Linked DNA regions of Mus musculus: region 1 is linked to region 2. Evidence: chromatin contacts called from public Hi-C data. All regions are on one chromosome and are shown on one strand. The core of a region is the stretch at or near the end of the contact, and the rest is flanking DNA. Distances in the headings are between cores, read along the strand shown.

Region 1 (3,356 bases), core at 127-2,626, 120 kb after region 2:
AATACCAGGCTAGAGCAGCACATGAATGGGCTGAACTTCTCTAAGGGCCTGGTCCACACTAACAGCTGAGTCTGGTATTGCAAATAAGAAGGAAGGGAGGGAGGGAGGAAGGGAGGGAGAGAGGGAGGAAGGAAGGGGGAGAGGGAGGAAGGAAGAAGAAATGGATTCTCAGAAGCTGGTCTCAGAATGAAGAATCCTACAATCCTACTGCAGTAAGAGCAAGGACCCCGCCGTTCCCCCTCCCTCTCTGAATCATGATTTTATTGAAATATAGTTATTACACTCATCATTTTGTTGTCTTTGGTTGCGTCATCGAGGATCTCTGACACAAAGTGAATGTTCCTGCTGCATTCACTCTCGGGCTCTTTACGGAAGAGCCTTCTGCACTGGGTGTCCTCTTCCCATCCCAGCCACACAAAGTCAGTTCAGAACAGTGGGGGAGTTCTCAAGGAGGTTACTTCCCGACTAAAATATTTAGTGTGCCAAACCTTGTAACCTGATTTACCCTAGTGGAGCTTCCGGAGGGGACAGAAGACAGGTGACAGAATTCATGGAAAACTACAGACCTTGGCTGAGGGAGAAGCATGGGCACTAGCCTGGGAAGGCTCTGGAATGTGCATATTCACCTTGGATTTGGGAGGAAAACCCAAAGTAGACAAGGGAAGGTGGAGAGGAGGGAAGAACACATAGAAGGCCCAGACCCCAGAGACAGAATAGGAGCAAGGGACGAAGGATGGACTCCCCACTAGGTCTGGGGAGTACAGGGCCATCTCTGGAGCAGCTGTCGATCCCTTGGTTCCTTGTGATCTTTAACCCTGGGGATTGGGGCTTTATCCTGAGAACAACGGAAGCTAGTGAGGGGTTAACACTTTAACATCTCCGATAAGTCTTGGGATTTTGTGATTATTAGTTCAAATCATGCTTCTATAATGCCAAGTTTAAAGGACATCTCTCTGGGGTTTTTATTTTGGGTGATCTCTTTTTTCAATCCATTCACCTAATTTTGCCACACACACACACACATTTTTGAGACAACTGAAGTACAAAATAGCACTGCTGTAAGACCGTTACCAGGCCTCCCTCACTGTATATAATACTAAGAAGTCAGCCATTTGTCTTCACACGTCTACCCAAGCACTGTAGCTTTACTGGATGACAAGGTTGGGCTTTTGGTAAATCTGAACCACAACCCTCCCCCATAAACTGAGACTACCAAATAAAACAGACTCGGAAAGCAAAGACTTAAAAAACGCCATAGGCAAATGAGAGTCACTTACCTACAGATGTGAATTTGAGGGAGCCAGGAGAAGCGAGAGACGCCACTGTGGAAAGTCAGGGTTGTACACCCCTTTCCAAGTTCAGTTTTCATGGTAATAAAGCATTGAACAGAAATCAGGCTTTTTTAAGAACACTATCTATTTGCTTATAGGTCAATGGCCTAAAGTCCAGATCTAGCACAGTTCAGTGACATGAGAGGAAAGGTCGAACATACTCAAAGCAGGAACCCAAACCCAGAGTGCGTGGGGACCTTCTGAGGGTATCAACAAGCTTTAGAAAATGCCCAGTTGCCCGAGAGTGGGGCCTCATGGTAGAGAGCCTGGTGAGAGGCCCGACTCTTCTTTTTTAAGCCCTAGGTTTTAAAAAGTAACTTTAAAAAAATCTAACAGGACCAAACTACTTCTTATCGTCTCTGCTCTATTTGAAGTGACCCTTGTGACATCCTGGGTTGCAGGCCCTCAGTGATCTGGAGCCAGCCCCAAAGTTTCATGGAGAATTGATAACATGCAATTGCCTTCTGCTCAGAACTCTGTGCACACAGATGACCCTTGAACTCTGGTCTGAGCAGTCAATAGCCTCAAGCTCTGCCCACTAGCTGCAGCGCTGTATAAGTAGAAATGCATTACTTTAAAAAACACATTCCCATTAACAAAACCTCAAAGCAAATAAGCTTAGAACTGGCTGTGACTTTTCGTATGCCTTCTTACTATTAATCTCCACATATTTCTTTAAAAAAACAAGTTTTACCATTTTTCTTCTTCATTAATTTCAATTGCATTGTATTATAAAAAGTAATATGGCCATATGATTCAAAATGCTATTTAGTTTTTATATTTCTTCCTGGAAAGGGGATGTAAGATTGTTACTGGACATGGGGTCCCAACTTGTGCTCCAAGTCAGAACCGATCAGCTGCCTTCTATAGGCCAATAAAATAGCCAAGTTAGTAATAGAAAGCAGAGAAAGGAGATTTATTCAGTGTTCCACATTGGGAAAAAAATACAGAGATCCAGTGTATATCCAGTTTTGGGCTCCTGAAATGAGACCAGAATTTAATTAGAACACCAAATGCACATCTTAGCAGTGCCAGTTAAAATATGATCCTGCCCACCACTGACTGGGCTTCAGGCTGGTTCCTGAAGTGGTCTACCAAGTTGTGAGACTTGTGTGAAGTCTCAAGAGACTAGTTCTTGCTCTGGCTGGTATCTCTTTCTTCTCCCAGAGTGAGATTCCTGAGGAAATTTCAATTTGGAGGTGGGAGGACCAGATTCACTACAGTAGTCTGATGGTCAGATGGAGAGACACATAGCATCTCTTTACACTATCTTCATTTCTTCCAGGCCAGAGAGAGGACAAGAAAAAAGGCTGAGCTTGCAAGACTGTGGTTCTTAAAGCATACCCACCACACCAGAGATGGCTACTGAGCATAAAGGTTACAATACAGTGGTATGCATGCTTACCTAAGAAGGTGAAGGTAGGCCAAGAACAGTTTTCAGAATCAAGGAGATGAATTGCAGACAGACTGGAATGTTAGCCCTGTGGCTCAGAATAATAGGAATGGTTTTGTGGAGAAGTCTTCCACCAACTATCAACTCTTGTTTGGTTATTATAGCCCTGCAGATCAAAATGAATTGGAAAAACTCAACACCAATTATCTAACACAACATAATTGGCTGTACTTTGGTAGAGTAGGGAGGTTTAACTCATTACAGAGAGAAGCAAAAGGAACTGGCTTCATAATTAGGTTCTAGCACTTGCTTCTCGATTTAGCTATGGTAATGATGCTTGCTCTACTGGCTGGTTTTGTGTGTCAACTTGACACAAGCTGGAGTTATCACAGAGAAAGGAACCTCCCTTGAGGAAAGACCTCCATAAGATCCAGCTGCAAGGCATTTTCTCAATTAGTGATCAAGGGGGGAGGGCCCATTGTGGGTGGTGCCTTCCCTGGGCTGGTAGTCTTGGATTCTAGAAGAAAGCAAGCTGAGCAAGCCAGGGGAAGCAAACCAGTAAGGAACATCCCTCCATGGCCTCTGCATCCGCTTCTGCTTCCTGACCTGTGTGAGTTCCAGTCCTGACTTCT
Region 2 (3,002 bases), core at 393-2,892:
AATGCCAGTAGCTCCTCTGTTGGAGCAGGACCTCATGCTTACCTCCCTCTGCCTTATACTGGAACTTTGACTAAACACCTTCCTTTTGAACTTCATTAATATCTTAGGAACTCGCATTTTGGAATGTGAAGTCCCACATGAAACCCATTGAATCCTATAAAAGCATGTTCAAGGTGAAAGACTCTAGAATTGTGTTCCATCAGACCTGGAAGATTCCTGTAGGGAGGAAGACCAGGTTTCACCCACCTACTTTTATAGGTGTTACGAATTCTTTGCTATTCACACTTGTATCCATTCTTCCATCACAGACTGACCTGGTCCTTTCTGTGGAGTGTTTTCTGGTTGATTCAAATCAGCGTCTGCATCTCAAGAGTATTCATAGCCACACATTTCCCCCATCAGGTCATTCTTGGAGTGATTGGTGGTAAATATAGCCTCTTATATTCAGTAGTGTCATCACTTCACTTCACTTTGCCGCTTTGTAGCGTCAGACTCTCCCGGTCATCAGCTTTGGTTTCAGAGGTAGCTGAATCAAGACACGAACACAAATGCTACCCTGGGGGCTTCGGTGATTTAATAAGACCTTTCTCACGAGCCTCTGTGCACAGGATGACACAGTCTCTCTCAGTGGTGCAAATGGAGAACTGTGTGACGAGATGAGCTTTTCTGAGGTGTAACTGAAGTGGTCATCCAAACCATCATGTGCCTCCACCTTCTTTTGGGGGACCTCATAAGGACCCCAAACCCACAGCCAAGACACTCGGTTGCAGCTAAGTTCTTATTGCACGCATGGCTTAACCTCACCAGGTGGCAGCTTTGTATTGCTTAGTGTTTTGCCTGCAAAATGAGTTGTCACTCAGTGTTTCTGACTTTTGATTTATCCTTCTTGGCCAGTGTAGGTAGTTGAAAGACTATGGGACTAATCTGTTTTCAGTTTATGTCTTAAAACACTTTAGGAAATTGTTAGAACCTGGGTGTCTTAAACCCTCCCAGGTGCAGAGAGGAGGGGTTTCTGAAGGGCTCAGGGTCACAAGCTCATGTCAGTATCTCTTTCCAATCCCCAGGGATGCTAGTAGCCGAGGCCTTTGAACACACTCCAGGAGTCCACATGGCCAGCTTGAGTGTGTACCTGAAGACCAACGTCTTCCTCTTCCTGTTTGCCCTCGGCTTTTACCTGCTTCTCCGACTGTTCGGTATTGACCTGCTGTGGTCCGTGCCCATCGCCAAAAAGTGGTGTGCCAACCCAGACTGGATCCACATTGACAGCACGCCTTTTGCTGGACTCGTGAGAAACCTCGGGGTCCTCTTTGGCTTGGGTTTCGCCATCAACTCAGAAATGTTCCTTCGGAGCTGCCAGGGAGAAAATGGCACCAAGCCGAGCTTCCGCTTGCTCTGTGCTCTGACCTCACTGACCACAATGCAACTTTATCGCTTCATCAAGATCCCGACTCACGCGGAACCTTTATTTTACCTGTTGTCTTTCTGTAAAAGTGCGTCCATCCCCCTGATGGTGGTGGCTCTAATTCCCTACTGTGTACATATGTTAATGAGACCCGGTGACAAGAAGACTAAATAGAGCTGCAGTGCCCTGTGGTCTGAGGATCACCTACTTTCTGTTTTCCTCAATAGAGCCACAGCACAGAGACTGGGAGCGTCTCTACAGAGGTCACACCATGATGACCAAAGGTCCTGCTCCACCCACAGACATGTTTAGTCTGCTTTCCAAGTGGCATTTAAAAAATAACAGTATTTAACCAGAAAGTCCATATTTTCTTGACAAAACTGACAATACGGTAACATATGAGAGATGGTATAACCCATGTAAAGACAGTTGACAGGGGCTGGATGCTTACATTCCAGTTAGCAGAAAGACTCCTTCTAATCATAGTATTTAGCAGTCAACAAAACCCCCAGGAGCTGATGTTTCTATCATCTTAAAGTCTGGCTACTTCAGGCTCCTGTGGACCACTTAGAAGTGACCACGGTCTACTTTTACTTTTAGGAGTCAATTCTTTCAAAATTCTCATGTATCAGATAAGGAAATAGAGGTTTGTTCAGATCAAGTAACTTGACTGTAATAGTGCAGGGTTGAAACCAGAGTTGGAACACAAGGCTTCTGATACATATATCTCTATAAGAATGCTTTCTTTCTTTCTTTTTAGGGAGTTAAAAAAAAAGAGCAAATGCATGTATTTAAAATCTATGTTTGCCATCTAAAACACCCATGTTTTCAGAAATGGCATTGGAATGCTACATTCTGCTTGACTTATGCTCAGAGTACAGTGTCTTTTCCAGGCTAGCAATGGCTGTATATATTTCAATAAACGCTGCTGAAAACAACCCACTGGATTACTGTTCACCAGAAAAGCCTCATCTCTTCACTGGGGCATCCCCATGTTTTACTTCTAAGAGTCAAGTCTGTCAAAAATGAGGATAATCAAATTCTTCTACCTCAGAAAAAAATGATTAAATACTAGTGCATCGGACTAATCTCTGTGCTTTACTTCAGAAAAGTGTTATTTATGGGCTATTAATATACACCAACTTCTCAGTGAGATTGGTTTTTTCCTTCCCTCATTGAAATTCTAGACTCATTTGATAACTGTGTCTTTCTGATCAAGTTCAAAGATCATGAGTCTGATTGGCCTGTGATCTACTGCAATGCCGTAGGTAACTTCTCAAGAATACTATTGATGAGTTAGCTGCTTTTAGGTGATGATCGATTAAATAGGTCATCAATGTGTATGAAAACACACCAGTTGAAGGAAAGGCTATTTGATAGTAGTCATGGAAAATAATATATCTAACAGCTAATTATTGGCAGCTTTCCAAGTGTAATTATAGAAAATGAACTATTGCTTTTCCAAGACACTTTAACTAAGGTTCTCTTTTTTAACAGGCAATGGATTCCCTAAGCAAAACAAAACAGGGTGAAAAAAAAAAAAGCTTTTACTTCAGAATAAATCTATCCCATGTTTGTTGGAGCACTGGAGCAAAAGAAA

What was found. Hi-C and Micro-C count contacts between places; a contact is called where the count stands out from the background.
Region 1: a Hi-C map of liver shows a contact between it and region 2, with 1.9 times the contacts expected there. The contact joins the promoter of Abcb11 here to the enhancer-like site in region 2. A contact is called at or near these places in 2 of 39 promoter capture datasets (the C10 cell line and liver), 1 of 484 Hi-C or Micro-C datasets (liver) and 2 of 9 other capture datasets (adipose tissue and liver).

Annotation. Positions count from the first base shown.
Region 1 is chr2:69,341,240-69,344,595 of GRCm38.p6, forward strand. It overlaps Abcb11 (ATP-binding cassette, sub-family B (MDR/TAP), member 11), which reads right to left and starts at 1,377. Exons shown (of 28, transcript NM_021022.3): 1 at 1,278-1,377.
Region 2 is chr2:69,225,504-69,228,505 of GRCm38.p6, forward strand. It overlaps G6pc2 (glucose-6-phosphatase, catalytic, 2), which reads left to right. Exons shown (of 5, transcript NM_021331.4): 4 at 309-424; 5 at 1,065-2,490. The coding sequence ends at 1,576. Among named protein-coding and RNA genes, the nearest start is that of G6pc2, 7.1 kb to the left of the region's middle. Within about 2 kb of position 1,643, at least 8 of the 459 cell types and tissues checked have an H3K27ac peak or open chromatin away from gene starts, as enhancers often do. A contact at or near this core is called in liver, where this site is marked.